Linked DNA regions of Mus musculus: regions 1 and 2 are each linked to region 3. The links are chromatin contacts, called in public HiChIP or PLAC-seq maps. All regions are on one chromosome and are shown on one strand. The core of a region is the stretch at or near the end of the contact, and the rest is flanking DNA. Distances in the headings are between cores, read along the strand shown.

The links. HiChIP or PLAC-seq counts read pairs in DNA pulled down with a chosen protein or histone mark.
Region 1: an H3K4me3 HiChIP or PLAC-seq map of embryonic basal ganglia shows a contact between it and region 3, with 4 times the contacts expected there. The contact joins two enhancer-like sites. A contact is called at or near these places in 2 of 484 Hi-C or Micro-C datasets (the BV-2 cell line and bone marrow-derived macrophages) and 1 of 115 datasets of contacts at active chromatin or transcription factors (embryonic basal ganglia).
Region 2: a contact with region 3 is called in an H3K4me3 HiChIP or PLAC-seq map of embryonic basal ganglia, with 6 times the contacts expected there. The contact joins two enhancer-like sites. A contact is called at or near these places in 1 of 15 datasets of contacts at CTCF or cohesin (the NIH/3T3 cell line), 2 of 484 Hi-C or Micro-C datasets (bone marrow-derived macrophages and embryonic fibroblasts), 1 of 115 datasets of contacts at active chromatin or transcription factors (embryonic basal ganglia) and 1 of 9 other capture datasets (embryonic stem cells).

The regions. Positions count from the first base shown.
Region 1 is chr2:37,968,131-37,973,099 of GRCm38.p6, forward strand. All of the region lies in intron 11 of Dennd1a (DENN/MADD domain containing 1A), which reads right to left. Among named protein-coding and RNA genes, the nearest start is that of Crb2, 190 kb to the left of the region's middle. Within about 2 kb of position 1,816, at least 18 of the 459 cell types and tissues checked have an H3K27ac peak or open chromatin away from gene starts, as enhancers often do. A contact at or near this core is called in embryonic basal ganglia, where this site is marked.
Region 2 is chr2:37,905,469-37,910,236 of GRCm38.p6, forward strand. All of the region lies in intron 13 of Dennd1a (DENN/MADD domain containing 1A), which reads right to left. Among named protein-coding and RNA genes, the nearest start is that of Crb2, 130 kb to the left of the region's middle. Within about 2 kb of position 3,458, at least 47 of the 459 cell types and tissues checked have an H3K27ac peak or open chromatin away from gene starts, as enhancers often do. A contact at or near this core is called in embryonic basal ganglia, where this site is marked.
Region 3 is chr2:38,393,324-38,398,175 of GRCm38.p6, forward strand. No RefSeq gene overlaps it. Among named protein-coding and RNA genes, the nearest start is that of Gm13584, 27 kb to the left of the region's middle. Within about 2 kb of position 2,103, at least 19 of the 459 cell types and tissues checked have an H3K27ac peak or open chromatin away from gene starts, as enhancers often do. A contact at or near this core is called in embryonic basal ganglia, where this site is marked.

The DNA.
Region 1 (4,969 bases), core at 566-3,065, 430 kb before region 3:
ATATACTTAGGACAGGTACACTTTCCCCATTAAATCTCATACATTAGCAAAAATTAGTAACATAGTCCCACCGGCTTATTTTGAGAATTAAATGAGTAAATATGTATTATGATATTTAGGATAGTGCCTGGTATATTTAGTACTAGTTACTAAACTGTCCTTGCTATAAAAATAAAACAATTCTATTAACAATTTCATAGACAGTACACAATACTGTCAGAAAACATGTAGGCAAAGACAGATACCTATAGGCTACAACTGCTTCTTTAGGCTATCCTGCCTTCCTTCAGAGAGGTGTAAAGCAGAGATTGACTGGGGTTCTACCGAGACACTTTCATGTTCCCAAGATAGCCTGGTGTGAGGCAGCAGTAGGATGGAGGAGCAGCAGCAGGAACAAGAGAGGCTGGTCTGGATCTTAGGGGCCTAGGACAGGCTTTTTAAAAACAGTTGAATCCCGTGTCATCTGTAATATAGGTACATAGATACTTGCTACATATGATCATAAGTGCATTTTTAAAAGAACAAATATGTATTTTGTGTCTGTGTAGTCAGTCATGACCAGAGTAATTTTGGACATCTACTCTGCACAGGCTCCCAGTGGCAGCACCAAAGAGCCCAACATGGGATAACTGGGGGTGGGAAAGGTGTGCAGGATGGAACTTAGTTTTTCTTTTTTATCTTGTTTACTATTATTGTTGTTGTATGTATGTATGCTATGGATCAGCATTTCGAGGGCAACCCTGGAGGGTCAGCTCTTTCCTTCTGCCATGTGGACTCCGGGATTAAACTCAGAATCTCAGGCTTGCACAGTAACTGCTTTTATCTACCAAGTCGTCTCTCGGGTTCCTGCATACTATGCTTTGTTTGTTTGTTTGTTATTTCCAGACAGGGTTTCTCTATGTAGGCTTGGCTATCCAGGAATTCACTATGTAGACAAGGCTAGCTTCGACCTCAGAGATCCAGCTGCCTCTGTCTCTGGAGTGTTGGCATTAAAGGCGTGTACTACCACCACCCAGAAACACACTGTTTTGATAGAACTCATATCCTCATTACCATGGCCACCATGGCTCACTCAGTTCATCCCTTTGGGAAAGGGTAAATGACTTGCCTCCTGCTCAGCTAAGATGCCCTCTCAAGCAAGTCTTTTCAATAGTGGGTTGCATTTGTTTGTTTGTTTCTTTGTTTTTAATTTTGAAGGTAGAGGATATAGTTAAAATGAAACCCAACCCAAATGACATCTCAATAGTTTGTTATCAAAAATTTATACTGAGTGACTACTTCTGGGTTTTATGTAGTCATTTCTCCTGCTAATTGGATGCCTGGGATTACAGAACTTGAAGGTCACAGAAAATCTTGAGGGACTGGCAAGTGACAGAAGCTCCTATGCATTCTGTATCCATCACCTCTGTCTGATGTCTGCAGCAACACAATGATAGCCACTCGTTGTGCACTTGTGTGGCCCAACCGTTTGTGTATATCATCTTAATCTCGGATACCCTTATATGACAAAGAGGGATCCTCAGGGTCTGAGAGTAAAAACACATAGCTCAGGAGCATGGGATTCAGCTTACACCGACACCACTCCCTACTTACTCTGACACAACTGTTTCTTCTGACAAATATAATAGACCTCAAGAGCTTTTGCTGGAGTATCAAACCCATTTGATAGATGAGAAAACCAAGGCTAAAGAGATGAAATAGTATGTCTGTGTTGTTAGAAGCACATGGTTGCAGTGTTCTTTGTACTACTCAGCACATATAAAATGTAGCCAAATGCATGCGCATATATATGAGCACATAACAAAGAACAGCTTGGGGATCCGGTGGCCTCCTAGGAGGAAAGCAAAGAAATAAGAGGAAAGAGGCAAGTATAGATGGGAAGAGGAGAGGCAAATGGGAACCTAAGCTCTTGATTCTCCTGAAATCTTGGGTACGAATAGAGGAAATGTGACATGTTTCTTCCCTTTCTCTGACCCAGAGGTCACCAAGCTGCCAAGCAGTTGATAAACGTGGTAGCTTTGTTTTGGAGCCAGGAGTCACTGATGGACTCCTTCCTGCCCCACAAAATTAAAATCGAAGTCCACAGCTCAGAGAGCCTTAAGAACCCACTGGAATTTCCCAGCATGCTTTAAATAGAAACAGAAGCTTGGCAGGGGAGGGAAGTGGGACAAACACTCCCAGGTCAGGGCCACCCCACCTCACATGGTAGTAAGCACTGATGCTCATTAACCCAGCTTGAGACCTCATCCCAGACCAGCAGAGGGCCTGCTCTCCAGTGGGGCCTCTTCTGAGTGGCCACTCACATTGGTTAGTCATTCACAAGAGCTGTTGGGCTAAAAGAACTCAGGGACAATTATACCATGATCTCTGAACTTCAGGGGCTGTTGGCCTCCTTTGTGATGGGCCCTAGGAAAATCTGACACAGAGTAGACCTTGCCTCAGTAGAGTACCCACAGGTACCTGGAGCTTGTTTGGGTGGCCAGAAAGCCCCAAGGTTGGTGTTTCAGCTTTTCACCTGCCACCTCTAGACAAGGCACACAGCTCTGGCTCCCCTCTTTGTGGGCTGGGAAACAAGACTGGGGGGAATCACTGACAAATGCACAGGTTCTCTCCAGAGACAGCCAGTTCAATATTGGTAGGCCCTCCCCCCTTTAAGCTGAGTTCTGCCATTTCTCCTTAAGCCACAATCTTCCAAGTCTATCCCAAAACAGCCTCTATACAGTGGAGTAGAGAGTGAAACTTCATACCCTTTACTCCATCATTGCTGGAAACTTTCATGTAAGAGTCAAGAAATTGACATTCTTTATTCCCTTTTTCTGTTGGTGGGACCGGGGAGAGAGTATTTAGTGAGACAGCCTGGCTCCTCCCTGCTTTTCTAGGAACTCTTCCTGACTCTAGCTCCTATAACAAGTTATGGTTTCCAACTCCTTAGTCAAGTACAAGGGACAACAGGTTCAGTGATACTTCCCATGGTGTTCTTCATGTGCTTGATTACTAGCCCCTTAAAATTATGGTTTTAACCTACCCTTTTCCATACAGACCTGCACCTAGAAAATGGCTTTATATTATAATCTAATTTAAAGTCTTCCCATATCCTTGTGCAGTAGACATTGGGGTCTCAATTCATAAACAACAAACTAAAGTTCTAAAATAAGTGACTGAGCTTGGGAATGTCCCACATAGAGCCTGGGCCATTTATTATAAGATGACACAGCTGGTGCTGAGCAAACACTGAGGACAGTAGCTGCGTCATACCTACCTCTTCTGGCCACCACAGATAGGTTGCTAAATAGGTAAGTGGGCCCTAAATTAAGATTAGTATAATAACTGCTTTTGCATGTTAAAATATTTCATACAGAGTAGCAACATGACTCAAATCCTTGCCTTTCACTGTGTGACTTTGGACAAGTGACATAACCCCTCTGTGTGTAAACTTTATCACCTGGAAAACAGAGCTATCAATACCAGAACAGACTTGTTAGGAAAATTAAATAGTGAGTTTGTAATGTATCTATCTGCTACTTCATAACAGTACCCATCCGATTTGAAACAACGAGGAGTGGATTTAGGAGCTTCACCAGGAGTGTAAGAGGATGTGGACCCCCTAATCCCAAAATGGTTGGGGCCTCCCTACCATAAAACAAGGCCTCACTCCTTCTACTCAACTGCCACTGGCCATCATTCATTCATCACTAAGTGCAGCAAACCCCAACTCCCATCTCCACCTGCCTTTTATTTGAAATGTCAATTTTTAAAGAGTGGAGAGGTTGGAGACCCAATTTAACAAGCATGCTGAAACATTGTTTATTGCCCCCATAAACATGGCTTAGTGAGAATTACGGACTTAATCAGAGGGAACTGATCTCCCATGAAAAGGAGCCCTTGGAATTTCAGAAACACCACCTTCACCATGAAAATCTCTTAACTTTGCAAACAAACTATAGGTGGCCTTAAATATGTGGGTAGTTAAGGGATGGCCAGTGCTGTGATTTCTCTGAACCCTGAAGATCCACAGTACTTTGAAGATGTAGGAAAAATAGCTGGAAATCATATTTAGGAGACATGGCTCAAAAATACAACAATGCTCTGCTGGGTGGGAAGAAGGACATCACTAGATGTCAAGAGTTGACCAGTGAGGATCCAGCACCATGACAAGGCCGTGTAATACGCAGCTGGGCTGACGGAGCCCACCTCACCTCCTGAGTGCTTAAGGAAGCATGTGGCAAGAGAGAAGGTTTGGGCATCTCCTTTCTGGAGGAAAGGTATTCTGTAAAAACAAAAGAATGCTGCATGGCCTTTGTGGAAACTGTTTTCCCTTTAAAACAACCATTTGCAAAGGACGAGGTCTGGGAACCCCAACTTCCCAGAATGAGGGTTCATTAGTGCAGCTCTGATCACTCTAGGAAAGGTTTTCATAAGACATCTACCTTGTACAGAATGTATCAGTCTGGCTGCCAGAGGCAGGAAAGGCAGCAGATATAAAATTTTATTATTTCAATGCCCCAGTAGCAGCCAGGAGGACTTAATGAAATCGCTAAGATTTACAATCTGAAACAGCTATTGCACAGACAGATATGGTTAAGGGAGTTGTGCCCTCTGACCTTTCAACCCTTTGATCCTCTCACAGCAGGTGGCCTGAAGCCCTTCCTGGGCATCTCCCTCTCTTCCGACACTGTTGATCCTTGCCGTGCAATAAGCCTGACCCTATACAGGTGACTCACGTGCGCTGATCACCAGCAGCTGCTGCTAATGGAACACTCTGCTCCTAGGTGGGAGAAGAGGATTGGACAGTCAGGGTCCAGTTGTGCTGAAAGCATGTACTGTGGCCACTGCTCAGCAATGGGTAATGGCTATCGTTTCCAGAAACTGTCCATAAAAGTGAAACTCTGCCCTCCTGCAACCTATCCCCGCCCCCAAAACACAACAACTCACCTTTTAAAACTAAATCTAAAAACAGAAAGAAAAAAAG
Region 2 (4,768 bases), core at 2,208-4,707, 490 kb before region 3:
AAGTTAATGTGGAAAGTATATGGAAAAACCCAGGTAAATAAGAATTTAAAACAGTAGGAAACAAAATAAAATCAAGAGGACAGTAGATCAGTGGACACAGGGCAATATTCATGGTAGAAAAACAGATACTTGCCAAACAGCATGAGAAAAAAATTGAATGAAAATAATGAGTTAAAACGAAATTTGCATGTGTTCATGTGAGTAAGGAAACAGCAAAAAGGAAAATGTATATTAAGTGGGGAACAGGTAACCAAATTCAACAAAGGAATCATAATCGGTGAGTAAGGATAATGTCTTGGGTATGAGAAAAATGTACAATAAAGACTATATAAAAGAAGAAAAGTATTGTATTGACCATGTAAGTTTAATTACATAAGAAGGCATAAAATGATTTGGAAAGAAATGTGCTAACCCTGATGCAGATTGCCTGGGGGTGGGGTTGGCCACTGAGTGATCTTCCCCTCTTTTCGCTTTTCTGTCTTTCACAAATGTTTTACAATGAAAATATATTACTTTTATCATCAGATAAACCCAATAATACACATTGTTATTTTTAGATGCTGTCTCAACTTGGCCTTTTGCCCTGGTATGTATTCTTATGATTGTTCCTGTCATCATGACAAGAAGAGAAACTTCACAAGTGACTGGAGAGTCCTGAGTGGCATTAGGGATTCACCTACGTGGGATGGGTTTTAACTAGCACAAAGGACCCTGTAAGTAGGAACATTCAAAGGCAATTAGTTGGTAACAATATTATAAATAGAAAAGGAGCCAAATAAATGTTTCCTGGATATCATTAATTTAGTTGTAAAATAGATTCAGAGTTACTCTGATAACCCCACATAAAGAAGGCACTCATTATAAAGACAGCCATGTGTTAAACAAGAAAATGTAGACACAGAGATAGCTCTGCTGTACATAACCAAGATATTCCCACGGAGACAGCAGTTCTCAAAATATCATCCTCAAAACCAAAAGCTGCAGCTAGGAAAACAACCCCAGCACAATGCTAATCAGGTTGATCCTGCCTACTCATCCCCACATCCAGAATCCAGCGTGCCTCTAGCCTCTCCCTCTGGCTCTGTTGATACCCCACTGTAGGCCCCTTCTGAGAAAAGTGGCCATGGTGATGCTTCACAGGAACAGTGAGTGCCCAGACCCACAGAGAACACAGAGGAAGGCCACAGAAATGCCCTGGGGACCTTCTTTCTCTCCAAAGAAGCCTGATGACTTGCTTTTGAGAACGGAATGCTCCTGTCACCTTCACTACTGTTGGCTTCCCTGGAGTGAAAGCTCCAGGGTGTGTGTGTGTGTGTGTGTGTGTGTGTGTGTGTGTGTCTGTGTCTGTGTTTGTGTGTGTGCACGCCTGGGATCACAACTTACCCAAGACTCTAGCCTGTCTCTAACAGACTCATATAACCCTGGCCTCTCCTTCAAGGACAAGTGTTCCAGTCTCATTTCCTGGGCCAGTTCTAGTGGTCTCATCTCTGAGACTGAGACCACTGCCAGTGACTGCCTAGGGTATGGTCATGTGACTGAAAAGCAGTCAGTGGCACAGGAGAAGCCACCCAAAGAACTGCTAGGAAAACAAGGTCATGTTGCCACTGGAAAGGGTGGGGCTTTGAAGTCTGTGACACAGCCTCCTTGAGTCCAGGTAGTATGGCTGACAGGGTGGACTGGAAGACCGGAGGGCAGAATTAGGCTCATGGTGTTAGCAGCAAGGTGTTGACAATTAGTCAAGAACTGATTTGATGACCACCACTGGCTGTGTCAAGACTGCTCACAGCAATGCAACAGAAACCTCTGTACATTTCTCTGTCCCTCTTCCATTCAATAAAACTAGTTTGAATCAATGCCTCGGACTGGTTAAAGTGTACTATTAAGAATTAAAGAAAGGACCTTGTTGCTAGTGTTCTTATCTCGATGAGAACAGGCCAGTTTGTTCACCTTCCACCCTTTATTATACAAACATTTTTTAAAAAAGCAGAAAATAAAGAAAAAAATTCAATATGATTCTCCTGCCCTAATGTAGGTCAAGCCTTCCCTATCCCCTGGAATGGCTAAAAGAGATATAGGCCCTACTGCCTACATGCCACCCTGAGCTTTGGGGGAAGCACACTGTAGGTTCAAATTAACTTTACAAATACCCCAGGAATAGGAAGAAAAGCTTACACTGGCTACCACGCTTCCTGGAACACTGACAGGCAAGTTTTCAAATGCATATGGAATATTCACTTTCAAGTAAACTCATGGAAGGCAGCCTTGTGGTAAAAGGGCTTTAGTGTCTAACTTGGCTCTGATACCCACACTATAATCATTATGAGCTAGAATAAAAATCTACTTTAAAAAAAAAAAGATCAAGAGAGGGCCACATTGACACTTTGGTGCTTAAAATTTTCCTTCAATAGGGTTCCTTGGCTCTTGTGGGGACTGAGGCAGGGAAATCACAGTTTGAAGTCAACCTGACTATAGTACTGAGATTTTTTTTTTTAAGATTTATTTATTTATTATATGTAAGTACACTGTAGTTGTCTTCAGACACACCAGAAGAGGGAGTCAGATTTCGTTATGGATGGTTGTGAGCCACCATGTGGTTGCTGAGATTTGAACTCAGGACCTTCGGAAGAGCAGTCGGGTGCTTTTACCTGTTGAGCCATCTCACCAGCCCCCCAGTATTGAGATCTTATCTCAAACAAAAACAAAAGAAATAAACAGAAACAGGCCACCTAAGCCTGATCTCTTTACTGGGAGACAGTGTGTCAGTAGAAAGGGCACAGGCTTAGGATCAATCAGGTTAGTGCCTAGTTAAGTCATACATGCCCAGGCTACAAAGGTTCACAATAAATATCTGTGCTTCTGTTTCCTCACTAGTCATGGTTCTGAAATACTGGCTCCCTTATCTTCACCCCATGAACAATGTCCTGGTGAACTAAGTGATCCATGGGAAATACCCAGCTCACTGCCTGACACGCTAGAAGGTACCGAAACCACCAGCGTCCCCTCCCCCAAGCTGGTTCTCCCCAGTCCTGCTGAGGGTAAAGCCAGAAGTTCTTACTACACAATTCACAGGGTCCTCATGGCAGGAGGCCACAGGAATGGTACAGCTGGATTTAAAAAGATGACTAAATTATCCAACAATGGCAAATACATATAATAAACCTATCCCATGAGTGTTTTATTTGGTTTCAAGGCCCTGCTGAGCCCACATCCTGCTATCCCCTTAAACCTGGGGTCTGCAAGGCTTCTCACACAGGGAAAATTGGTGGTGCCCTCTCTCCCACTCAGACTTGCTTCTTGTGCCCTCTGCCCAAGGATGGCAATGTCACAAGGGCAAGGGAGCTGCACAATGCCCAGAGATTTATGAAAATACGCATGAGAAAGAGGGAGTGCTGTGTGGAGCGTGTCATGTGGGCAGGCCTGGTGCATGGGAGCAATTAGAGCCAGTTTGCAACAACTCAGTGCTGCTCTATTCAATTGCTTAAAGAATTGCCATGGCAACAGCAGCCACACATAGTAAAGTGGCAGCAAGATGGAGCAAACACTTGAAAAAGACTCTCTCGTTAACCCTCCTCCCTTCCCCAAAACGAATAAAGGGCCATTTTGCTTCTCTGAAATGGCCTTCCAATCAATGTCCACACTTTATACCAAAGTGGGTGACCAATGCCCATCCTCATTTTTGCCTTCTTGCTTTTATTTTATTTTAGGTATTAACGATGATAGCAGCCTTTTAATGAGCTCCTACTATGTCCTGGGCCCTGGGCTGGTGAAAATATCATTTAATGATTCCACCAGCTGGCATTACTGTGTGTAACTGTATCTGCACTGGGGACAATCAAAGTCCTGGATACCATCCCTGAAGGCTAGAGAGATGGAGTCACAGCACAGTTGCTTGAGAGGGTCAGCTTTAGTTGAGCCTTAAACCAGCATCTCACAAGCCCAGTTGTGTGCTAGGGACACAGATGACTAGGAAGTTCTTCCCCTCAGAAAGATCATCCAGTGGAGGAAACAGGCAAGATGTCCATGAGGAGGATACCACCTCCCATCAGCTGATGGGTAATCTGTTAGCTCTGTAGCCATACAAGTGATAGCACAAGGAACTGAGTGCTTAGACTGAGTTCCAGCAACATGCCCTGTGCTTTGTGGAGCATTTTACAATCCTGTCAAGAGCACCTCTCAAGACCATAGAAGGCAGTGCTTATTCATGGGTGGACTAAGATGTGGAATCAAACCTCACACAACTGTGACTTGCCTGAATCCAAGTCACCCTGATAACACACTTGTAGTGTTTACTCTGTTGTAGCTTCTGGCAGAAGGGTTGCAGTTTAGGTACATAGCTTATTCCTGGAACAGGACATTTGAAGCCAAGAGGCCCTTTGTGATCATAAAATTAGCCACAAAAAGGGCCAGTGAAAACCTGAGTGGCTGTTGCCGAAGCGCTCTGAGCAAAGGGCTCTCTGTTCCCCTTGTCCCCTCAGTGTGTGAGACAGGTTCAGGGGCCATTCTGGTGTGCTCCACATAACTGACATCATAGTGAATAGTGACTGGTCTCTCAGGCTAGAAGTCTGAGCTCTTCTGAGGTGACCACAGTTAAGTCATGAGACTCCATGAATGAGGAAACTCTTCATTCAGTCAGCTCTTTGTTCTTGAAGAAGCAGCAAGATAAAGGTGGGGACTAGAAGATGCAGTGAGGGAAAAGGAGAATGAAGGATCCACAGGCATTATGTGGGTGGAGTCACGCAACCATAATGGGCTGCCTTGGCACTGACTG
Region 3 (4,852 bases), core at 853-3,352:
CTAGCCCAGCTTGCTTGCGTGTACGTGTGTGTGTACACATATGTGTGTTTTTGTTGGAGACAGCCTTTGTGTTGTCTCTTGCAGCAGAAGAGCTCTGTGTACTTATCCCCCTGAGTCACCCAGCCTGTTAACAAAAAAAGCGTACAGAGGGGCGGCTAAATGCCTCAGCAGGTGAAGGTACTACAGCCAAACCTGGGAACCCGAGTTCAATCCTGGGATCCACAAGTTTGTGCTTTTGGCATCTGACATACACAAGCAGGCCATGAGCTGAGAGTTTAGTTGGTCCACTGAGTCAAGAGAAGCTCACAGGCTGAAGTCTATAAATCCAAAGAGGGAGGCCTTCTTAGTTAGGCCCAAAACTCAGAACCACACCAGGAATGTTCCTCCATTTGGCTCCCCTGGAACTAGAACCCACTAGTGTGACAACAAGGAATGTCCAGAGCCATAAATTATCTGCTCCATCGCATCAACAAGCTGATACTGAAGTAGGGTCTTGAAGGATGGATAGGAGTTTGACAGGCAGAGAATGGACCTTCTACGAAAATCAAATGTACGGAAGGAATGCAGCTAACTCGGGAGATTTGGTTAAACACTGAGGTGAAAACAGCTTCACCAATAGGTGATTACTCATCTAATCCCATGGTTGGCCAGATCCACAGATAGATGATCAAGGTTGGGAGGTACTGGTGGGAGGACAGTCATTGGTACCTTGCTTCTGAAGGACATACTTTGCTCCTGGGTCTTCTCTCTGTCTCTCTGTACCTGGTGTCCAGGACGCAAGCAGCTTTCCCTCGCTCTGGCCCTTCTGCCATGGTGTTTGTCTGGTAGCAATTTCCTCCGAATTGAAACATTCCACCACCTACCACCCACCATCCACCCTGAGGGAGGAGGCAGGCTAGTCAGATTCAAGAAGCTGTAAATCAGCTGAAATTTATAAGACACACAGGCCCCTTCCCAATGTTGTAGTCACACTCCCTTTGAGTCCCAGGCTATGGGGAGGGAGCAGGGGCGTTCATAGCAATGTGCTATCCTCATGAAACAATGGAGCAAGTTACCCAACTGTAACTGAGCCAAGATAAATCCTTCCTCTCTCAAGGTATTTTCTGAGATATTTTGCCAAAGAGATTTGTCAAGTTAGCTGGGCTCACCTGAAGCATACTCAGACACCTACACTAGCCCACAGTTCGAAGCTATCTCACACGCAGCCTGTTATAGAAGGAGGTGCTCCCTGTCTCACCAACTTTACTGAATCCTGCACTGAATTTGATGGCAGATGTGCACTCTGGTGCCATGGCAGGGGACAGCCACCATAAAGGAGCCATCTGTGTCAGTAACCATTCTCACTGCTGAGGCTTCCTTTCTATTCAGCCCAGGACCCTGGTCCAAAGAATGGAGCCACCCGCATGGGTCTTCCCGCCTCCATCAAACCTTCTGAAAAATCCCTCAGAGACAGACACAGAAGTGTGTCTCCTAAGCAATTCCAAATCCAGTCTGCTGGCCATGAAGATGAACTATCACATCATCTGCACCTGCTTAGCGCCTGTTGTATACAAGACAGAGGATGTCCACGTGTTTAAGATGATGGAGCAGCTCCTACCCCAGCTTTGAGGCGATCTGCATGGCCTTGGGCCAACCTTCCCTCCATTTTGGGTCTAAGTTTCTCCATTGGTAGCAAGTTCTGTTCGACTTAAAGGTCTTGGTCATCACACTCTGCCCATGTGCTCTGTCAGAGACCTACTCTTTGGTCCCAGACAAGCCCCTGCCCTCTCTCAACTCTAGTTTGCTCATCTGTAAAATGGGAGGTAGGGACAGCTTTCCCCCCGACCTATGAGCATGTGCCTTGCTCCCCACCTCCCTGCCCAGCCCAGGTTCCACAGTCCCTCAGCGTACTTAGCTTCTTCCACGAGGCTCATCAGGATGCAACATACTTTAAATAGCATCTGCATGACTGGCTGGGGTTTTTTTTTTTTTTTTTTTTTTTTTTCTTCCCAGAGAAGCTTTCTACAAAGTGTGCCAAGTGGCAGCTGTCAGGGCCGAGGTGGCATTTCCCTCAGTGATGCTGACAGCAGCTGTCCCGGCGCAGGCTGAATGGAATGGAAATGACATCATGTTTATTCAGGAAAGACGTTCCCAGGCCCAGATCAGTGTCAGCAAGATTCTGGGATGCAAGGAACGAACACTCGCCCGAGACCATCAGTCAGCGGGGCTCCTCTCTTGTTGCACACACGATGCTTCAAGCCATAAACACCTCACACACCAACGTGAACCATGCATGCTCCACCCTTTTACATTCATTTCTTGGAGACTTCCACGTGTACGACACCCCTCACACACATACTAACATGAGCCCCACACCCCACACATACACATCACACATATACACACAGTTCAAGCCACACCCTCTCACATTCAACACTCAAGGACCTCCATATACACCACATCCCTTACACAAACACATATCAACACAAGCATACACACCATACACAGCAACACAGTACGCAACACATCTCTCCACACTCAACACCCTCAACACCCACCTACACTGCCTACCCCCCATCTCACACATATGCAGATACACACACATGAGTCATATATCTCACATAATACACCCATACACAAACACACAATATAAACCATATACTTCATACATGCACATCTGAAAGGTGCATACCACACCCTATATACTCAACACCCACAGACTTCCACATACACCATACCCCTGGTACAGACCAGAACAGACTTCACACCTCACATATGTATCCCTGATGCACACTCTACATATTTCTCACATAAACACATGCCATCATGACACCCCCCCCCCCTACACACACATACCCCATAAACATAAATCACCAGAGGCTACATTACCATGGTATTATGGTAATATGCCATAGGGTCACAGACACAGACACACCCAGGTGACATACACAGATTATTGAGACCACTCACATTCTGCATTCAGAACCATGCCACTACCACACTCAGATGGGGGTTCTGCACAGGATGGAGAGAAACTCCAGCCCTAAAGATATCAGCGCTCTCTCTCTCTCTCTCTCTTCTGAGAGATGCCTACTGAACTACCCTGTCAGTCTTGGCTTATGTGAAGATTGAATGGTAGAGGTGATACCCTGTGCGAGAATAGCTTGAGCTAAATCCAGACCCCATTGCTCCTGCCACCTTCTAGGTATATGGATTACCTGTACTGAGCCCCTCGGTTCCCATGTCATTCAAACAAGAAGTGTTAGATACCTAGTGGCTCCCATGGGCTGGCTAGGTGGCTTCTGCCATGCTTTGAGACCTGTGGGACTGCATGAGGTTGTCGGTGAGTATGCTGTGGGCTGGGCCTGGCTCAGCATGAACAGTCCTCTGGTTCCACAACACAGGCCTGGCTATAACATGGAACATTGTGGGGATGAAGCAACAGAAGCTGAAGATGACTTATGCCTTAGCTTCCTGTCTCCTGTTTGTCAGAGTAAGTCCTAGGGCCAGCCCATGTTGGACTTGCGGCTGGCAGACACTTTTTACGTATCACTATTCCATCCTGCTGTGGAGCCCCATGGAAACACCCAGTCTCTCCCTGTGATGTTACAGCTATTGAGACATTACAAAGAAGAAGGAGGAGGAGGAGGAGGAGGAGGAGGAGGAGGAGGAGGAGGAGGAGGAGGAGGAGAAAGTCTTCTCTCTGTGTCTCTCTGTGTATGTGTGTCTCTCTCTTGTCTGTCTCCCTCCTCTCCCCTCTCCCTTTTCCCTCTCCTCTCCTCTCTCTCTTACTCTTGTTCTCTCTCTCACTCTTGTTCATTCTCTCTCTCTCTCTCTCTCTCTCTCTCTCTCTCTCATGCTGGGACCTGAAGCCAGTCCAGCATTGGGCTTCTAGTTAGCTCTACTGTAACCAAGCTATTGGGTTTTGCTGTTTCTCCTCTGCCCAGCTCCTCAGCTTTGATTCCACAACGTACCCCCCCCCCCAAAAAAAAGTCAACATGCGGTTCCTGACCTTAGACAATGAACTCGTGGCTGCCATTTGTGGAGCACTACTGTGTGCCAGGCACCTTCCTCACTTATGTCATTGAAACTCTCCATTGACCCCTTGAGGTACAGTCTCATTCCCATGTGATGAAAGGAGGCTCCCTCAAGGTCAAGCCTGAGGTGGTAGCACTCCAGGCTCCACTATATCCGGTCTCCCTGGATCAATACACATTCCAAGATGGCTGTCTGGCCCCACCTCTGACTGCGGGGTGACAGGAGAGCCAGGCAAGGTCTGGCGCTTCCGGGTGTGGGCTCTGATCATCCTTCACCACTCTTCGTTTGCTGAGGACGGTACAGAAGCACAGGACCTGGAATCAGGCAGACCTGTGTTTGACTTCTAACAATGCTGGACTTCCTCAGGCAAATGACTGAAGGTCTCAGTTACTGGAGCTAAATGGGAGAGTGGTATACCGCACAGGCTTGCTGTGAGGGTTCAGTGCTGCATTGTAAGCACATGGTGATGTGGGGGTTCAAAAAGGAAGCAAGACTGGCAAAACTACCACCGTGGTGAAAACTAGGGCACGGGGATTCATTATGCTATCCTATTTTTGTGTATCTTAAGGTTTTTCATAATAATTTTTTTCCTGCTGCCTTTCATGACACGTAGCTATGATTATAAGCAGGGCCTGTTCTTGGGAGGCTGGGGTGAGTGGGTGTGAGCAAGGGGTGGGGCTTCTCCACAGCCGATGGTGTCCTCTTCAGCCTGGAGGAGCCGGGGTTCTCCTTTAAGACCTATGTAGCTCTAAAGGACAGGCAGCTGTTGGGAGAACTCACAGCTTGGTCCTGGCTCTGCTCTCTTCCTTAGGCCACGGTCCTCTCTGGTGATGTC